Regions from separate parts of the Capra hircus genome. Here region 1 is linked to region 2. The links are chromatin contacts, called in public Hi-C maps. All regions are on one chromosome and are shown on one strand. Each heading gives the region's core, a stretch centred on a gene start, on an enhancer-like site or on the middle of the called end of the contact. The rest is flanking DNA. Distances are from core to core; before and after follow the strand shown.

Evidence for each region. Hi-C and Micro-C count contacts between places; a contact is called where the count stands out from the background.
Region 1: a contact with region 2 is called in a Hi-C map of blood, with 4 times the contacts expected there. The contact joins the enhancer-like site here to the promoter of DLX3 in region 2. A contact is called at or near these places in 2 of 5 Hi-C or Micro-C datasets (both in blood).

The regions. Positions count from the first base shown.
Region 1 is chr19:36,428,802-36,433,725 of ARS1.2, forward strand. No RefSeq gene overlaps it. Among named protein-coding and RNA genes, the nearest start is that of TAC4, 9.3 kb to the right of the region's middle. Within about 2 kb of position 1,445, at least 2 of the 5 cell types and tissues checked have an H3K27ac peak or open chromatin away from gene starts, as enhancers often do.
Region 2 is chr19:36,304,590-36,309,176 of ARS1.2, forward strand. It overlaps DLX3 (homeobox protein DLX-3), which reads left to right and starts at 2,367. Exons shown (of 3, transcript XM_018064903.1): 1 at 2,367-2,939; 2 at 3,987-4,177. The coding sequence starts at 2,615.

The DNA.
Region 1 (4,924 bases), core at 195-2,694, 120 kb after region 2:
TTTAGCGGCTCCAGCCCGCGGCTCCAGGACAGCCCACTCTCTGGCCCAGTCCAGAGGCCTGAAATAGGAAGGAAGAAGGGCCTAAAAATAGCCCTAATTACAGAGGGGCCCAACGGGGTGGGGGGCGGCGGCTCCTCTCTGGCTCCTGGGCACTGCCACAGCCGGCCCAGGATCCTGCTCCGGCCCTGGGGAAGGGACCCCACCCTGGGCCTCCTGTCCCCAGCCCACAACAGGCCTCCCAGTGGGACTAGGGGGTGAGGGGTGGGGTGGGGGGATGGGCCAGTAGGGAAGTTGAGCCCAAGTTAGGGACAGTGACATCCCCTCCCCTGACTCCAGGGCTGTGAGAGCCCACCCCCGCTGCTCCTCATTCAGGAGGATCACCCAGCAGCTGCCACAAAGGGTGCTGCCTTCACTCAGCCTACCTTTCCCTAGTCCTGAGCCCTGCCTCCTCCAGGAGGCCTGCCTTGAATACCCTCACCTGGCCCTGGCTCTATCCCAGGAGAGGTTCCCAGAAAGCTGCACCTATGTGTCCCCCTTTCGATTGGCTCCAGGGGCAAGGTTGCGATTCCCACCATCCTGGGGGCTCCCAGAAGGCAAAGAGGGGCTGCCTCTTCTGCTTTTCAGCCTTACTAGAAGCAACAGAGCATGGACATACATAGAGAGGCCAAAGGGAAAAGAAGAAAGCAGTTAAAGATGCCTAAATTCTGAGAAGACCCAGAGACTAAAATAATAGCGGGCACTTCCCTGGTGAAATTCTGTGTCAGGTTTGAAAGAGGTACCAAAGAGAGTGCTCAAGGGCCCTACCTGCTTTGCTGCCCCCTGCCCAACTGCTGCCAGCCCAGGAACCCTGAGGTTTGGGAACCTGCAAAGCTGAGGTCCAAGCTCCCTTGCATTTGCCGTCTCACCCTGGGTGACTGACTTCATTCCTTTGGGCTTCATTCTCTTTGCGTGTACAGTGCACACTACCCAGGAGCTCACGGGTTTGAGGTGGAAACCCTGTGATGTGTGCGAATACCCTTTGTGAGATAGAGGTTACCCTAAGGGGCATTAGAGCCTCTCCAAGGAGCTCGTGGCCCCTACCCTGGCCCTGCCCATATTTTGCCGCATCTGTTTTCCTCCCTGTTTAAAGTCTCAGGGAGATGCTGGGCAGGGTGTGGATGTTGTGAAGGGTTACGGGTGGTTAATCACCCTGGGCTAGGGGCATGGAACGGGTGTTCCCTCATCTAGGATGGGACACACGGTACGCTGGTGCCATCTGGTGGCCACAGATAGCAATGCTAGTTACTGGGCTGAGAGAAGACAGGAAGGGCAGGAAAGCAGAAAAGTGGGTGTAAAAGGAAAGGAAGGAGACAGAGAGGGCACCCAGGAGAGAGGGGAGGAGGGAGAGAGATGGAAAGAGGGAGGCAAGCCAGGGACCACAGCAAAAGGGGGATGCCCAGGACTGGGCCCGTCGGATGCTGCCACAGGCCCGGGCAGCCCAGACCAGCAGCCCAGGAAGACCTGCAGCCTCTGGGAGGCTCCCAGAGGCCATGCGCTCCAGCCCCAGCATGAGTTTGAGCCATGAGGCCTGATAGTCAGGAGGCTGAGATCCAGCAGGTCAAACCAGGTGTTATTCCACAGGGACCCCCAGTTCTAAGGCCACCCCCATGGGCCTTCAGCTATTGGCCCCCAGCACCAGTGATGGAGTGAAATGGTCCCCGGAAAAGGTTGGCCACAGCTCCCCCGAGGACGCGTGTGAAGGTAAACACGATTCTGTACATGTTGCCCACATGTAAGAGCCCAGCACACGCCCTACAGGCCCCGTGGACGCCCGTGACATGCACCTGTGTTACGTAGATGGCTTGGGCCGGGTGGAGTGCTTGGAGGCCCCCACCTCACCCTCTTCCCTGCTTCCTCTCAGGGGCGGGAGGCAGAGGGCAAACTTGTTTACCACTTCTGCTCTGGGCAGTGGTGATGAGCTCAGACTGGCCCATTGCCCTCCACGGGCAGGGCCAGGCCTGAGTCATGGGGGTCAGATGACTGCAGAGGCTAAATGGGTCCCATCCTACAGCCCCCAGGAGCTGCTGGCAACCCCGCCCTTTCGCTGATGGTGGGCCACCCTTCCAAAGCAATCAGGATGGGGTGAGGAGGGGGATTTCCAGGCTCAGGCCCCAACAAGCCCCTCCCCTGACCAGAGGACAACAGGGCAGATGACCCCCTCGATCTATGCCCAGCCAGGCCTGGTCCCCTGAACACCCATCCAGGAGCAGCACCTCCCTCTGGGACATCCTGGTTCAGACCAACGCCCTCCCAGAATGCCAGCACTCCTTCAGTCATGTGCAAGGCCCCAAACACATCTCAGAAGTAAATGGAATGATGCAAAAACGGTTGTGCTGGGGATTATGATACTTCTCCCTGAGTCTCAGTCTGCCACACTCTGAAATGAGAAGAGGGATCAAGGTCGTCCAGGGGCATTTCCCAACTGACACCTGCCTTGGCCTGCAGTATGTCTTTGGGGGGCTGCAGCTGATGGAAGCTGAGAGAAAGTCCTCAGCTCTGGCCCCCCCACAGACCTGCAGGCCTTAGGATTATCTCCCAACAGGAAGACCACAGACTGATCCCCCTTGACAGCAGCGTAACCAAGGTCAGTTCCAGGCACCCACCTTCATGTTGTATTTTTGCCTTGTAAAATACTTTCTAGTACTGCGGGTATTTTATTTCCATTGAAAATAAATTCCTAATGATTTTTAACACCTCTCTATTTTTTGGAGTTCCACCAAAACTAGTTTCCATGAGATCCCTCCCAAAGGTCCCAGCTCACAGGAGGTGCTCTCCACTATTGACCCAAAACATTTCCCCAGGGGCACAGGTGGTCTTCCACTGCTGCTGGGATTGACCTCACCTCCCCAAGGACCACTAACCCCCTTAGTCAAGACCAGAGTCCTTTATTCTTGGTGCCCCTCACCTGCCAGCTCTCCACGCGACCCTCCACTGGTGTGGCACAGACAAGGACACAAAGCCAGGTTCCATCCAGGTCATGTCACTAGACTCACCAGGTGGCCTCAGAAAGGCCAGTCCCTCATCATGGGTATTACTGGCCCCACCAGTACAAAGAAGCAATTGGAAAAGATGACCCCAGAGGTCTCTCTGAACCCTGAACTCTAGGGTTTTATAATTCACTGACAGAGGCATCTCTTTTTATTACAAAACTGAATGAGAACTAAGGAAAGAATAAGTATGAAGGCTCCCTGCCCCCCAGCCCCAAGCTGGCACTGACTCTTTCCCCTTGCTCCTTTGGCACTGCCTACTTCCTCCTGGCCACCCTCTGGCTTCACTGATCCTCATACTCCACCCACCGCCACCCTGCCCCCGGCAGCCTCCTGCTTCAACTGCTTCAAGCCCTGACAGTGTACTGGCCCTCCCCCATCCGCTCCTCTGATCTCCAACCCTGGCAGCCCCTCTCCCCATCTTGGCATAGCATCTTTCAGCCTGCTGTCTGCCAAGCCTGGGCATCGCCCACTCTCCATGCCTAGGCACCAGGGTTTGGCTTTCGCCTCCCTGAGCCTTCAAGCCTCAACACTATCCTCGCCCACCCACCCCCCTGGGTGCCAGAGACTTGCTGACTCCTGCCAAAGTCAGCATGGTCATCCCCCTGCCTCAGGGCCAAACTACGGCTCCAACAGCACTGACTGGTCCAGCCACTGTCACCCCTTGGGTCCTCAGATGAATCCCTCCCAGGGTGATGACTCCATTTACTCTTCGGTAAGAAACAAGGACAGCTTCACTGTAGCAGCAAGAGCAAAGACTGTCAGCACCCCTCACGGGTCCCAGGGCAGCAGCGTCCAGACCACAGGAAGTCCCCAGGTGGACCACTGGCTGGCGATGGGCCTTTAGGACCCTCTTGTCACGACTCTTAACAGGAAGCTGAGAGCAGACCCTGTGCCTGTGGGCTCAAAACACTGGTGGGAGCTTGCCTACCCCGGGTCGGCCCGATTTCTGCCCCCAACTCTGTCATTGTGTCTTTCTCCACATTTCCAGCCTAGACAGGAAAGGCGTTTGGGGGAGAATGGATCCATGTATATGTATGGCTGAGTCCCTTCACTGCTCACCTGAAACTATCACAACATCGTTAACTGGCTACACCCCAACACAAAATAAAAAGTTCCAAAGAAAAAAAAAACTTCCTCCACTTTTCTTACTGTTAACCTTTCCTTTTTTCAACTTTGTTTTCCCCTTTTTTCTTATAATCGCTCTTTTTTTTCCAAAATGCTTCAATTATATCAGGCACATAAAAATGTATAGATAATATTACAGCAAACTTCAGTGCTCTCTACCTAGGTTGGTTTTGGGGGACTGCTTTGTTTTTTGGTCACATGGCTGTGGGATCCTCGTTTCCTGACCAGGGACTAAACCCAGGCCCTCGGCAGTGAGAGCATGGAGTCCTAAGCACTGGACTGCCAGGGAATTCCCTCACTACCTAGTTCAAGAGAGGAATCATTACAAAGAAAATTGAAGCCACTTGTGTTCCCTCCTCCTCCTCCCCATGTATATGTTACTACATGTGTAGGTCCATTTATATACGGATATATGTTTTTCATGCTTTTAAATTCTATGTAGATGGACCCATAGTCTAGGTATCCTGATATAACTTGGTTTTTTAGCCCAACACGTTGACATACACACTCTAATTTATTCATTTTTACGGCTGTGTAGTATTCTACTGCCACAATGGACTTACCTATTTTCCTGATAATGGACATTTAGATTATTTCTCACCTTGTTTTAAATTGTAAAGGTAATAAGTGCACATATTCTCACTGTAAAATATTCAAATCATATAGGGTGCTGAATAAATAATGGAAACCTCCCTTTACCTACTTCTCCATCTCAAAATTTACCACCTATGTGTATTCTGCCAGCCCTTTTTCTAGGCATTAACATATGC
Region 2 (4,587 bases), core at 1,117-3,616:
TGGTGTCCCGGAGCACGGGCAATGGGGGATCAGATGCTAACTTCACATTACCAAACAATTATTTAATTGCTCTCTTCAGTCCCTAATGCTGCAGTTTAAATCTGCTTTTAGAACTCTCAGGTTTTCATAGCAGAATGCAGCATAGAAATTATCCTAACGTAACCCACCATCACCACCACGCTTTCATGATTCCAGGATTCCGAGCTCCCAACCCACTGCCCCTTCACTTTACTTAGGAGTGCCAGAAGGAGGGAAGGGAGTGAGGCTTCACTGAGGACCGTGTGAGTAAGGCAGACTTCCTTCTGTCTCTGCTTTACTTGGCGTTTCTGTCTCTGTTGACGAGTGAATGAATGAATGAACGAACCCCCAAGAAGGGGCTTATCCAACTCTGGAGTGCTGGGGGCTCCAAAGCAGGCCCCGCCTACCTCCCCCGCTCCCATTCTGGGAGGGCCCCGGCCCCGCCCAGTGCCCTTCCTGCCCCCAGCGCCGCGGGCTCTCCAGGCGCCCTCTTGGCACCAGAACAGAGGGCATCCAGAGCGGGTGGCAACTCGCCCCGCCACGGGCTCGGAGCGGCCGGCGATAGGCGCTGGGGGGACGCGGAGATAGACAGACAGATAGCGCTCCCCAGGCCCAGCCCCCGCCCCCACCTTTCCCACGCCGCGGCCTCTCCACTTGGGCCTGGCGGGCACTCCTGCCTCTTGCACCCTGGACTGTGGCCTTCTGTCTTCGCCAACGGCAGCTCTCAAAGCCCCAAGAACCCTGACAGCCTGCCCTGGCGGTCTGGCTTTGGAAAGGGGCACAGAGCCTCTTCCAAAGCACGCTTCTCCACCGGACAGAGTCTTCGAAAGAGACCCCTCCTCCGGGCTGGGCAAGACTTGGGGGATGCTGGCGAGCCAAAGACTGACCAGAAGGTGGCGCGCTGGCACTGTGCGTCCTGGGACAAGTTAGCCCGGTCAGGCAGGGGAAGAGGACCGGAGGATTGACCGCGGAGCCCTGTGTGAAGGTTGTCATGCAACTAGGAACTGATATTTGGAAGAGACTCCTTCTCCCCACAACAGAGGAAGACGGAGAACAGAATCGAAAGTGGAATGGATAAATGAGCTAAAGCTTTGGAAGCAGTTTGGGTGACTTAGAAAGCTGGCCTTGTGGGTCAGACAGAACTAGGAGGTGGGAGTCCCCAGGGAAGAAAGCCTCTTTCTTAGGGGGACAGGGTTCAGTGGAGCATCATGGTTCTCAACTACCTGAGGTTGAGAAGGTGCTGAGAGTTTTATGTGCATCTGTATACAACTACAAATTCACACTCAGACACCCCATCCCGTGGCCCTCCACTCACACTACTTTCCGACTCCCATACACACTGGCTCACTCTCACATGCACACTCTTGCACTCGAGTGCATTCTTTGTATGAACGTGGACTCTGTATGTGCTGCAGAACACCTGAATCCCCAATCACACACCCCTGATCTCTAAAAATGCTCACTGTGTCTGGATATCACAAGTCCCAGAAGCACAGAATCTGCCCCCAAACTTACTGAAGCACAGAGAGCCAGCCTGTGTCCCACCCATCTTCATGGGGACCATGTTCTTTCCCACAAGCCTAGGTCATCTCTGAAACTTTTGGAGACAAATTTAACATCACTACACACAGGCTGTGCACCTCCTGGAGCTTCCCTGGACCCAGTGATGACTTTTTTAGGCCTGAAGCACTTTTGTCTGATGGACCCCTTCATTCATTAAAAACATTTTTTAAAGTTACATTTTGTGATTGCATTGCTGTAAAAATGATATAGTAATATATATTCAAACTTTTTCTTTAACCTATTTTTTTTTTCTTCTCTTCTAATTAAAAAAAAGAAAAAACCAGAACATTTTCATGAGCCTGGGTCCTGCCACTTTGGGCATGTTTGTCTGCCCATCATTTGCCCCGCCACCCCACACACCTTGAACCACCTACCTCACAGACACCCAGCGGGCAAATTCCCCTCCTCTATGGCACCTGAGCCCACCTTCCACTCACAGGCAGAGAGACAGACAGACGGACAGACCTGGGTACTCTTGCAGAGATACCCTTGTCCAACTCTTTCCTCCAGGAACACTGAGGGGTTATCTGGGCTGGGGAAGGGATCCACAGGAGGAGGAACAGAGGGGTCTGTGTGAGTGTGTGTGAGAGAGAGAATGTGTGACTGTACGTGTGTGTGAGTGTACGTGTGTGTGAGTGTATGTGTGTTTGTGTGTTGAGTAACAACAAAGAATGAGAGAGAAACGAAAGAGCGCAAGAGCATGTTTTGCCTGGAAGGCAAGACTTGCAGCCAATCAGAGCGCTGGGGCCTCCCTCTGCGACTCCACTATTGAGTCTATAACCGGCTGGCCGGGCGGAGCTGGCAGCATTTGACTGTGGCTTGGGACGCGACGAGAGGCGCGCCGCGACCGCCCGAAGACCCGCGATGGTCTAGGCGCCCCTCGACCGACCCTCCCCAGAGACGCTGCCGGGAACCCTCCCCCCTCGCCCTCCGGACACACAACCCCGCCTCGTCTCCTCCGCCTCCCCCGAGCTCCTGCCCGCTTCGGCGTTCCGGCTGAGGCCAGCCCGGGGGTGGTACGGCGCCCGCCAGGATGAGTGGCTCCTTCGATCGCAAGCTCAGCAGCATCCTCACCGACATCTCCAGCTCGCTCAGCTGCCATGCGGGTTCCAAGGACTCGCCCACCTTGCCCGAGTCTTCCGTCACTGACCTGGGCTACTACAGCGCTCCCCAGCACGACTACTACTCGGGCCAGCCCTATGGCCAGACCGTAAACCCCTACACCTACCACCACCAGTTCAATCTCAACGGGCTTGGAGGCACAGGCGCTTATTCGCCCAAGTCGGAATATACCTACGGAACCTCCTACCGGCAATATGGAGCCTACCGGGAGCAGCCGCTGCCCGCTCAGGACCCAGGTGAGGACCGCGGGGTCTCTGAGAGCGGGAGGCACTGGGAGGTCCCCGAGAGAGAGGAATTGGAGCCAAAATCTAGGGGAGCGTCCCGGCTAAGAAATGTACTGTCTGAAGTTAGAGACGGTGAGCTAGATGACCCCCAGAGTGGACGGGCGACCTTCCAGTCCAGAAACTGGGCGCCTTTGGGGCGTGGTGCACGCGGGACGCTGCGGTCGGTCCCGGGTGAGGATCTGGGTGAGCGAGGCGGAGAAGGAGAGGCCCCTGGACGGTCAGAGAGCCTCCGGATCCAGGTGCTTTCCCGGCACTTCAGCAAGCGGCTCTCCATCGGGCTCCGGGCAGGCGGCGGGCGCTGGGAGTTCTGCGACCGCAGTTTGGATCTGGGCTGGGGAGGGGGAGAAAGATGAGGGCGACACGGAGAAAGAGCCCTCAGAATTACGGAAACAGGGAGGGAAGCAGCAATTGAGAGTGAAGAGACAGGGGCAAAAAGAAAAATGGAGGCATACAAAGATTTTTATAAAATATAAAATATTTTTATTTCTAAACATAAAGTGGAGGCATAAAAATGGAGAGACAAAGGGAAAGGAAAGACGGAAGAAAGGATCTGAGGAAAGGGCGAAGGAAAAGGAAGTCTGATGTGGCCGCAACATTTTCTGAAATCTAAAATTATTCTAAAAAGAAAGGGTCTAAAAAACAAAAAAAGGAAGGGAGAACAGGAAAGAGCGAGCGAGAGCAGTGACGACGGCGAGGTGCCTGTGAGAGGGCGGCGAGCAGGCGGGCGGGACTGGGGAGCGAGGCGGCGGCCGTGCGCGTCCAGGGGCGGCTGGCGCCGGGACCGGGGGAGCAGGAGCCCGGGAGCGCAGCGTCGTGGGCGGCCGCCGGCCAGGCTCTGTGGCCGCAGCTCCCTCCCGGGGCGCCGGCGGCGGAGAGCGCCGCCAGGAAGTCCCGGGAAGAGTCGGTGGGCCGGAGGGTGGGGGCTCCCGCGGGGCTCCGGAGGGCGCCGGTGTCTCTGGCCGAGGCTGAGTCGCCCACCGCCCGGTGCGTTGCCCGCAGTGTCCGTGAAGGAGGAGCCGGAAGCTGAGGTGCGCATGGTGAACGGGAAGCCCAAGAAGGTCCGAAAGCCGCGCACGATCTACTCCAGCTACCAGTTGGCCGCCCTGCAGCGCCGCTTCCAGAAGGCCCAGTACCTGGCGCTGCCCGAGCGCGCGGAGCTGGCCGCGCAGCTGGGCCTCACGCAGACGCAGGTCAGTGGCGGGCGGTCGAAGGCCGTGAGGACTCGGTGGGGTCCTGCGGGACCCCGGGATACCCCAGGCACCGCTGAGCCTAGATGGCCTCATAAGTTGCCTGCAGGCCCTTGAAACCCTTGTCTGTGTGTAGAAGGACCCCCAGATCTCAAACTCGGTTGAAGTTTGTGCATTAGCACGTGTACAGGTGTGCATATTTGTGAATCGTGCGACTGAGTGTGGACTGAGTGTGGACTGAGTGTGTCTATCAGATTCTCTACCCCAGAATCCCCAGCTTCCACAGGCTCCCAGCAGCGACGGTCACTGCTAGGAGTCCGCGTAGTGCTCCCCACCACCCCAGGCTAGGCGTGTGTGTGTGAGGGGTGTACATACACGTGTATTCATGTCTGTTTGCACACAGGCTAACGTGT